Regions from separate parts of the Mus musculus genome. Here region 2 is linked to region 1. A link is a contact called in public Hi-C data. All regions are on one chromosome and are shown on one strand. Each heading gives the region's core, a stretch centred on a gene start, on an enhancer-like site or on the middle of the called end of the contact. The rest is flanking DNA. Distances are from core to core; before and after follow the strand shown. Region 1 has its middle 27 kb from the start of Gm41934. Region 2 has its middle 49 kb from the start of Gm33388.

Region 1 (5,288 bases), core at 1,946-4,445:
TTGGTAGCTAGCTAACCTATCCAAAATGGTGAGCCTCGGTCCGCTGCAGATCTTTTCTCAAAAAATAAGGTGAGGCACAACAGGTGAAGCCTAGACATCATTCTCTGACCTCTACACACTTGTAGGTTATATACAGATATGCACACACATGTGTGCACATGTCACTCAGAAACACATACATCATCCACCTATGTACACACACACACACAAATTACAACAGCGAGTTGTGTTGGTACTCACCTGTAATCCCAGCACTCAGGAGACAAAAAAGTCAAGAAGACTGTGGTAAATTTGAGACCAGCCTGGTCTGCATGTCAAGTTCTTTTTTTTTTTTTTTTTTCCATTTTTTATTAGGTATTTAGCTCATTTACATTTCCAATGCTATACCAAAAGTCCCCCTTACCCACCCACCCCCACTCCCCTACCCACCCACTCCCCCCCTTTGGCCCTGGCGTTCCCCTGTACCGGGGCACACAAAGTCTGCGTGTCCAATGGGCCTCTCTTTCCAGTGATGGCCGACTAGGCCATCTTTTGATACATATGCAGCTAGAGTCAAGAGCTCAGGGGTACTGGTTAGTTCATAATGTTGTTCCACCTATAGGGTTGAAGATCCCTTTAGCTCCTTGGGTACTTTCTCTAGCTCCTCCATTGGGAGCCCTGTGATCCATCCATTAGCTGACTGTGAGCATCCACTTCTGTGTTTGCTAGGCCCCGGCATAGTCTCACAAGAGACAGCTACATCTGGGTCCTTTCAGTAAAATCTTGCTAGTGTATGCAATGGTGTCAGCATTTGGAAGCTGATTATGGGGTGGATCCCTGGATATGGCAGTCTCTACATGGTCCATCCTTTCATCTCAGCTCCATACTTTGTTTCTGTAACTCCTTCCATGGGTGTTTTGTTCCCACTTCTAAGGAGGGGCATAGTGTCCACACTTCAGTCTTCATTTTTCTTGAGTTTCATGTGATTAGGAAATTGTATCTTATATCTTGGGTATCCTAGGTTTTGGGCTAATATCCACTTATCAGTGAGTACATATTGTGTGAGTTCCTTTGTGAATGTGTTACCTCACTCAGGATGATGCTCTCCAGGTCCATCCATTTGGCTAGGAATTTCATAAATTCATTCTTTTTAATAGCTGAGTAGTACTCCATTGTGTAGATGTACCACATTTTCTGTATCCATTCCTCTGTTGAGGGGCATCTGGGTTCTTTCCAGTTTCTGGCTATTATAAATAAGGCTGCTATGAACATAGTGGAGCATGTGTCCTTCTTACCAGTTGGGGCTTCTTCTGGATATATGCCCAGGAGAGGTATTGCGGGATCCTCCGGTAGTACTATGTCCAATTTTCTGAGGAACCGCCAGCATGTCAAGTTCTAAGCCAACTGTAGCTACATGTAAGACCTTTTCAAAAATCAAAGCCATGATTGCAATCTTCATCATCATCATCTAGCTGTTATAAGTTTATGATAAAAGAACAGATATTTATAAGTCATGCTGTACTGTTCCTTCTAGAGCTCCCTACTATCTATAGTAGTGTGTGTACAATGGACTAAAGGGCTTGCAGCCAAGCCTGGCACCCTGAGTTCAATCCCCAGGACCCACATGGTTGAAGGAGAATATTGATTCCTACCAGTTGTCATCTGACATCAACTGCACACCATTTATGCCCCAACATAAATGAATTAATGTTTAAAAAAAATTTTTTTTTGGTTTTCTGGAATTACACTGTCATCCTACTGCAAATCCTGCTTTGATTTGCACACAATGAGTTGGATGAATTTCGCCATGATTGAGTAGAGTCCTGACAAGAGCTACAGAGGTAGATGTCACCAACAACCTTCTTCCCTGCAAAGCTGGGTCACTTTGCTTTGTGCTTTCTGTGGGAATAGACTGTGGGGCATTGAACATCAACCCATTTTCAAGGATAGGCTCCTAACAGTGGCACTTCCACGTCCCCAGGAGTTAGCATTCTGAATGCCTCTGAGCCCCTAGCCACTTTCATACCCTGCACAGGGACCATATCCCCTCTTGTCATAAGTGGTCCCACAGCCCCACACCATGGCAGATGCATCTGACTTAGCATCACCTTTCACCCTGCAGTCTTCCTGCATCAGGTTGATTCCTGGCAGGTGGGGAGGCAGCAGCTGCTTAGCCATTCAGAGCTTCCTAGACTGTTTTAGATTTGCTTTGTATTATATGGGTATGTATTATATGGGAGTATATCCACATGAGTGCAGTTACCCTTGGACTCCAGAAGGGGGCATCAGATCCCTAGCGCTCTTACTACAAGCCGTCGTGAGCTACCCAACCTGCATACTGGGTTGGCTCAGCTAGTTCTTCACCGCCATTCTTCCTAGAAATGTCTCCAGCCTTTCCCTGCCCACTGTTCTTTTCTTTCTTCTTCTGTTCTTCTTTCCCTTCCTTCCCCCATCTTCCTTTCTTCCTCCCATGGTGGCTTACAGATCCCAAACTGAGTCTCCCCATGTAGCTAATGACCTTGAGCTCCTGTCTTCTGTCCTGCCTCCCCCTCCTCAGTGCTGGGATTTCAGGCCTGCACCCCACCCCCAGTTTGTACTAGGCTGGGGCTGAAGCCCTGGGCTTCTTGCATGCTTGACCAGCTGAATTACAGCCATCTTTTCTTTTACTTTTTCTTTTTCTTTTTCTTTTTCTTTTTTTTTTCTTTTTCTTTTTCTTTTTCTTTTTTTTTTCTTTTTCTTTTTCTTTTTCTTTTTTTGGCTTTTTTTCCCTGCCAGGTTGTGTACGCTTTTCCTTCTTGCCTCATGGGACCTCATTATACGTTACGACATTAATCTGTTGGTCATTACACATGTTTTAAATTTCTCCCCTGGTCAGGTCTTTTAACTTTGTTTATCGTGTTTTGGACCATGCAGAAGCATTTATTTTTATGTAATCGGGCCTGTTGAGGTTTTCCTCACTAGCTTCTGGATTTCATGTCCTGCTTAGGAATGTTGTCTGTCCTCCAAGATCATGAAAATATTCTCCTGTCTTTTCATCTAGTGGTTTTATAGCTTTGTTTTCCCCCCTTTGTGGCTTCTAGCCATCTGAAATGTGTTTGGCAATCAACAGCCCCCTTCTTAGGAAAGCCCATCCCACACTGACATACACGGACTGATGCAGGAGCCATGCCTGCGCCCCCGCCCCTTCGCCCCCACTTCCTCCCTCACAGTCATCCCACAAGTATGTTGAGAGCCATTGCTGTGCATGCACATTGATTGCCCAGCAGAAGAGACCGTGACCCTGTCCTTGGACACAGGAGGACTGATGTAGGAAACGTTGCCAGGGCTGGAACACAAAGAAAAATGTGATTTCAGGTAATATGGGTGGGGGAGTGGGTGTGGGAGTAACAAGAAGAATGTGAAAGTTAGCTTTAATTGTCAACTGGGATGGCTAGGTTTCATAGTCAATCTAGAATCACCTGGGGAGAGTCCCAAGGAGGAACTGTCTAGATCAGGCTGGCCTGTGACGTCTATGGGAGATTGTCTTGTGTTAATTCAAGTAGGAAGACCCAACCTAAAAATGGGTGGCACCTTTCCCTGGGCTTGAGTCCCAAACTGCTCAAACAAAAACAAAAACAAAACAAAACAAAACCCCCAGAGGAAATGGTTGGTGTGCAAGCATGCATGTGTTCAGTTTCTCTTTGCCCTTGACTGTGGTTGCCACCAACTGCTTCTAATCCCTGCTGTCCTGGCTTCCCCACAGTCAAGGACTGAGCTGGAATCATGAGCTGAAAGAAACCCTTTCTTCCCTAGGCTGCTCTTGTCAGAGAATGTTATCAGTTTAACAGAAATGAAACAAGAGGGGTGTGTGTGTGTGTGTGTGTGTGTGTACATGTCCCTGTTTTGTGCCAGTGTGTAGCATGATGAAGTTTAAGGCCAATCTTGGTATTGTTTCTTAGACACTACCCTTGTTTTTTGAGACAGAGTCTGGCACTGGCTTGTGTCTCATGGATTCTGCTAGGCTGGCTGGCTAGTTAGTCCCAAGAATTGACCAAGACTGGAAGCATAGGTAGTTACTACACACCTGGCTTTTTGCTGGTTCTGCTGGTGCTGGTGCTGGTGTTGGTGCTGGTGGTGTTGATATTCAGATAAGGTATGTAGCTCAGGCCAGCTTTGAACTCTGTCTGTAAAGAAGGGCGACCTTAAACTTCTGATCCTTCTGCCTGTACCTCACAGACACTGGGATTACAGGGACATACCACCACACCCCCTTCTGCCTCACTGGGGACTGAAGACAAGGCCTCAAGCATGCAAGACAGGCATTAGATTGACTGAGCTCCAACGGCTTCACCCTGGCTTTTCTACATGGTTTCTGGGGAATCAAACTAGGGTCCTTGTGCTTGTATGGCACATTACCAACCCAGTGGACCCTCTGGCCCAGCAATGATGTGTAAGTAAGAGGATCATGAAAGACTCTTCCTGTGGCTCAAAGCAGGCACAGTCATAAAGAGTCAGCCACATGAATTCCCCTGGGGTGGGGGTGGAACTGGGCAAAGGATCTAAAAGGGTCCTGCTGGGCCAGGTCAAGAAGCAATAACAGAAGGACCAGGGTGGTGCCTCAGTTGTTAGATTGATGTGCACAAAGCTCTGGGTTCCATCCCCAGCACTGCGTAAGCCAGGAGAAGTTGAGCATACCATATAATCCCAGCACTCCAGAGATGGAGGCAGGAGGTTCAAGGTCATCCTTGGCTATACAATCTCAGAGGCCAGCATAGGATACCAGAGCATTCTGCATGATATTTGAAGACTTTAGTGCTAATATTTTTTGCAAGGTGTGTGTGTGTGTGTGTGTGTGTGTGTGTGTGTGTGTGTGTGTTCCATGCACATGTGGAGTTCAGAAAACAATTGCAGGAGGCAGTTCTCTCCACCAAGTGAGTCCAGGGATCAAACTCGGGCCATCAGGCTTCACAACATTTAACTACTAAAGGCATTTCACTGGCTCACCCCTCAGCTCTTCTCCTCCATGCTCAGTCCTAGGGGTGTCGGTTGCCACCCATGTACGATGATTTATCATGTGGTATATAAGGGAACCCCAAGGAACACATGAAGGTGGCTATGTTGACCTCAGCCCCAAGCCCTGTCAAGTGCAACCTCTACTCACTGCCAGCATTGGCTTCTCCAGAACCCTTAGAACCTCCCTTACCGACCTTCTGTTGTTCTTTCTTAGACCCACGGGGTCTTTCTCTGCCTCTTCACCTGTGACTGTCCTGTCCATTGAGTAGTGGAAGAGTTCACTTCTGGAGATCACCCCATTAACTGACCATGTTCTC
Region 2 (5,288 bases), core at 715-3,214, 100 kb before region 1:
ACATAAGAGACAGGATCTTAAGGTTGATGGGCCCAGACTAGACCTGCAATACCAGGGTGTGATGTTGCATTAGCTTCTTTTCTCATTACTGTGACAAAATGCCTTCTAAAAGCAACAGAAGAGCGGAGGGCTTTGGTCTGGTTCCGATTGAGGAAATAGTCTGTAATGGTGGGAAAGCACGGTCACGGGGGCTCGAGGCAGCTGCTCACACAGCACCCACAGCCAGGCAGTGGTGCTAGATGGATTCTGGGGTTTGGCTCACTTTCTCCTTTTATGCAGTTTAGGGCTCTCAACCAAGGGATGGCTGCCTGCAGTAGGGTGAGTCTTCCACCTCAACCTAGAAACTTGATTGCAGACAGGCTTAGGGTCTTATCTTGCGGATGTTTCTAGATCCCATCAAGTGGACAGAATTAACCATCACAGAAAGCCTCAGGGAAATAGGAGAAGCCTGGGAGAATCGATGGACCTAGTTCAAGGGGATTACAGAAACCAGAGGGGCCAAAGTGCTTCTCTTGACCTCTTGGGCATTTTCTCAGTGCTCTTCTACAGAGCATCTACTGGGTCTGTCCTGGAATCCAGCTATGCTGGAGTGTAGGCATGATCTGTGGTGCTCTGATAGGTGGATGCTTCAGGGCCAAAGAGGAGGGAGCCAGGCTATGTTCACAGCAGGAACCATGCAGGGAGGATGCATAGCTACAGGTACAAAGAGTGATCAATCCACCCTGAAGACAAGGTGCGGGGGCCTTGCAGGCAGCAGGCTCAACATAGGCAGGCCTGGGATTCCGTGTAAATGCAGGCATTCTTAAGATCAGCTGTTGGTACATAAAGTTCAGTGCGTGGTAAACAGAAGGCTCTCTGCGCTGGCTGCAGAGAGGAGTCCAGGTACCAGAGGAGGTGCCTGATTCTTTCTAAGAGAGAAAGTCACCAAAGATACCACCATCATAGGGCTTTAATTGCATACACACACACACACACACACACACACACACACACACACACACACACGCCCATGTCCATTGTAAAGGCAAGAGGAGAACATCCTGTGTTTGCCCTAGCATTCTCTGTTATTCACTTGATACAAGGTTCTTTAGTTAACCTGGAACTCACAGGGTTTTTTGTTTGTTTGTTTATTTGCTTGCTTGTTTTAATTTTTGTTTCATTTAACTTTTGACAAGTCTGGCTATCAGCAAGCACTGGCCAACCTTCTACCTCATCACCCCCAACTCCAGTACAGGGGTTACGGGCACATGTAGCCACACCCAGGTTCTACATGGGTGCTAGGAACCAAAACTCCAGGGTTCATGCTTACACACAGCAAGTGCTCTTATCCACTGTCTCCCCCATTCCTCATTGTGGGGATTGGCAGAATTCTACATGGACACCCAAATTCACTTGATCTGGAGAGGGAGGCTGGAGGGGATAGCCTAGCAGAGAAATAGAAGATTCTGGAGGCCAGATGCTTAGATCTCCAGCCCAGCACCTTCATGATGCTGGATCCTGGATCAATTCCCCCTCTGGAGTAAAAGAATTTCATGGATATATCCTCACAGCCTTCCCTGTTAGATGAGGCCACAGTCACCTTTGAGGGTCCTTATGTCACTTTGTTGCAGACCTAGGCAATTGTGTCTGGGAAGCTCTTAAGATACTTTCAGCAGGAAGGCTCCTGATGACCCTGCCCACCCCTGGCACGACAGGAATGACTGAGAGTGAGGCCCTGCAGCATCTAGGCTTCCCTGAACTGCTCCAGTAACTTCCCCTCCAGGAAGCCTTGCCAGACAGGGAGAAGGCAGGCAGCAGGTGGAGCACTGAGAGGCCGAGTAAGCTGCTTAAGGTCACCCAGCAAAGCAGCAGCAAGCTGGACCCGGCCCCAAACCTCCAGATGTCCAGTCTGATGCCCTGCCCACTGGACCATGAGTCCTTTAATGAGGCCACCTCCGCAGGGCTGCAGGCTGGCCCACCGCCCGGGGCCGGTGACTTGCCAGGCATCCCAATCAGCCACACTGCAGAGGCCCTGCCCTCAATGGCCAGGCATAGAGACCAGGCAATGCGCTTGCCTGCCAAGCCTGGTGCTTCTGCAAAGTGGCCTGTTGGTCTGAGCATGCCCAGCCCTCTGGCTAAGACCCCTGAGGAAGCGGCCTCTATGTGCTCTTTCAGGGCTTAGAAATGTTGCAGGCTGAATTACACATAGGCTCCTTCTGGTGGCTGGCCTTGATATCCAGCCCCTTGAAGTCACCCCAGCCTCCCTGCTGTCAGTGCCTATGGACACCAGTCTCATCCTAAAGACCATCACTTGGGGTTGCGAGGGACCCCAGACTCAGAACTTTGTATTCACAATGGGTCTAGGTGACACAAGAATGCTGACAAAGGTAAGACTCAAATGGGGTTCCCTGGCTCCTTGGCTAGCTTTCTTGCCTTCCCCTCAGAGTCTCAGATTTATCCACATTTCAGTGGCTTTGATAAAACTATCCTCTACTGATTGGCCAGGATCTGTGGACACTAGCAAAGCTCCTGGAGACCTTGTGTGTTAGGCAAGAGACCTGTTCTGGGCTTCAGGCATGATGCTTAGGGCAAAGACAGAGCCGACCTGAGCAGGCAGAAAGGTGCAGAGCCTCACCCTGGAGCCACTGGGTGGCGCGCTTTGTGGAGTGAGAGACTGCCACCAACTGTTGGGGAAGGAGGAAAGACCAGCCTGTTGGCCCATCCCAGCTTGCCACCCATTCAGTTTCTCCGGTGTTAGGTTGCAGGTTGTGTGTAGGAATTGGAGGTAGACACATGGCAAGAAGTCCCAGGAGGCTCCTTTCTCCAATGTCTAGGCTCCTGGGGACAACCACGGAGGTGGAGCTGAGAGTAGGATTCAGAGAGGAGAGCTTCAGATGTCATCCTCCCATCCCTCCCATTCCAAGACTTAACCTCCCCCTCCCCTTCTCCTTTCTCTCTTGGTTTCATTCCCTGTCCTCCCACCCCCATAGCCCAGCACACACCTCAAAGAGACTCAATTCACTGATTCGTGTAACTCCTCCCCCACCCGAACACACTCTTCCAGGGCTCTCCCAGGATTGTCCCCTCAAGTCAACCTTTTGTGGCATGGAAGTGGGTGTGGTCACCCAAATTAGGAGTAAGGGAGAAGAGTATAGTAAACAGCACAAACCCACCACAACCACAACTTCCCCCCGCAACACCCCGCATTGTGCTCTGAAAGCTGGAGACACACAACGAGCCAGCATCTGTGTAGAATAATAAAACCGGGTGTGGACGTGTCGTTCTCACAGGACATTTGGCTGAGCCCGGGCAACGCGAAAGCATGCATAGTTAACACTCCTGACTGTGTGAAGCCCATTGTCGCGGGCACTGGCTCTGCGAGGGACCCAGGGCCCGGGGCTTGGCAAGGGCCCGAGACATTTCTTGGAATGGTTTCTTGTTCATCACTGACACTCGTAATGAGAAATTTATACACCATCCTAGGCGGATAAATTAATTTCGAACACTTTAGACTTGGGAAGACAATGGTTCCTGGCAGGACTCTTTATCACCCGTTTTATTAAAACACACACACACACACACACACACACACACACACACACACACGGAGGGGGAAAAAGACAGAAAAGGGGGGAAAGAAAGAAAGAAAGAAAGAAAGAAAGAAAGAAAGGAGGAGGAAACCCCTCAGGACATTCCAAACAAAACCCCATGTGCTTGCCGGGCTCTAGAGTTTGTGTTGCATGGCGAGGGTGGGGGGGAGAACCTTCATAGGCCCCATGAGCGCCGAGGGTCCTGGGGGTCACTAGGAAGCTTCATTAAAGGGTGTACAGATCCCCCAGGCTGTCCCCTCACCCCTGGGGGAGCACAGCTTCCGCTCACCCCTGGCTCCCTTTGAGGTTGGCATTCTGGCCAAGGAGTGGGGTTTCCCAGGCTGCTGTTTGTGAAAGGTAATTAAATTGTGATAATGTTTCCATTCAGACCTGAGGCTTGGGTGAAGCCCTGGGATTCATCAGACAGACATGCTCCTGCTGCCCACTGAACACATAGGCCAGCTCTGCAAGAGTACTGGCCAGGACCCATGGCTATCCATGAGCTCACCAGAGGACCAGACATGGATCTGCAGAGATGGCACCGGAGATATTAGCACCATGTGGCCCTGTTTCTCCTGAAGGCTCAGCTTGTAGTGCCTTGCTAGCAGTCTAGTGGATGGTGTAGAAGTGTCAAAGAGATGTTTAAGAGAGATGGTTGTCTGCAGGTAGGCATGACCTGGGTTCCGTCTTCTATGATACTGAGAGGGAGAAGAAGATAGGAGGTGAGCTCCTTAGCTCAGGAATGGCATGCTGTCTTGGCAGAGCCCTAGCTTTAGGCCAGGAGGCTCCACTGTTCAGAAAAGCATCCAGGGGGCAGGGAGGTGACTGAGCAGGTAATGGAGTTTGATAATGTATCTGATTACCCGAGTTAGATCCTCAGGGTCCACAAGGCAAGGAAGAGAACAGACAAGGCAAACTATGGCCACACACACACACACACACACACACACACAATTAAAATGTAATAAAAATGCAAATGAAACTTATCCAGAAAAGTCTGTCCCAAGCTACAGCTTCTAACTTTGGCAGCCCCAACTCTTCTTAGAGTCCAGCCTTCCTGCAACCTTGTTCACCCACCAGAGCTCCCAACCTTTGCCAGGCTGTAAATCACATAGGAAATGTTTAATATTTTGGAGTAACAGAAGGCATTCAGGACCCTGGAAAAGGCCATAGCAATATCACACTATGAAAACAAATAGGTAGCATAATAGATTATGGATTCACACACTCTTTTATATACTTTCTTTTTCCCATTTATGTGTTTGTGGAAGAGGGTAGGTGAGTGGATGTGTGTGTGTGTCACAGAACCCACATGACAGGCATCTGCCAATCACAGGCATCCATTCATTAGTTTTCTCCTTCCGTCACATATGTCCTGGGGCTCAAATCCAGACTGCCAGAGTTGGTGACAAGTGCCTTCACCCACTGACCCCTCCCAGTGGCTTCTTCTTTAATTTGAGACAAGGGCTCATGCAGCCCAGACTGGCTTTGAACTTGTCAAAGATGATCTGGAACCTCGGTGCTGGCATTCAGGTGTGCCCTCACCACATCTGGTTTATGCCATGCTGGGAATCGAACCAGGGCTTTCTGCATGCGAGGCAAACACTGTCAGTTGAACTACAGCCCCAGCCCTACAAGCAATTTTTTTTTAAAGTTGTGAAATGAGAAACAGCTGCTTCCATGATGAAAGCTTGTTTTTGTGTCAGATGTGATGTTTGA

Evidence for each region. A called contact is a pair of places that touch in the nucleus more often than the background predicts.
Region 2: a Hi-C map of muscle stem cells shows a contact between it and region 1, with 2.5 times the contacts expected there. The contact joins two enhancer-like sites. A contact is called at or near these places in 7 of 484 Hi-C or Micro-C datasets (embryonic stem cells, liver, mammary gland and 1 more), 6 of 115 datasets of contacts at active chromatin or transcription factors (embryonic stem cells, liver and neural progenitor cells) and 1 of 9 other capture datasets (embryonic stem cells).

What each region holds. Positions count from the first base shown.
Region 1 is chr1:119,150,803-119,156,090 of GRCm38.p6, reverse strand. No RefSeq gene overlaps it. Among named protein-coding and RNA genes, the nearest start is that of Gm41934, 27 kb to the right of the region's middle. Within about 2 kb of position 3,195, at least 27 of the 459 cell types and tissues checked have an H3K27ac peak or open chromatin away from gene starts, as enhancers often do. A contact at or near this core is called in muscle stem cells, where this site is marked.
Region 2 is chr1:119,253,642-119,258,929 of GRCm38.p6, reverse strand. No RefSeq gene overlaps it. Among named protein-coding and RNA genes, the nearest start is that of Gm33388, 49 kb to the left of the region's middle. Within about 2 kb of position 1,964, at least 30 of the 459 cell types and tissues checked have an H3K27ac peak or open chromatin away from gene starts, as enhancers often do. A contact at or near this core is called in muscle stem cells, where this site is marked.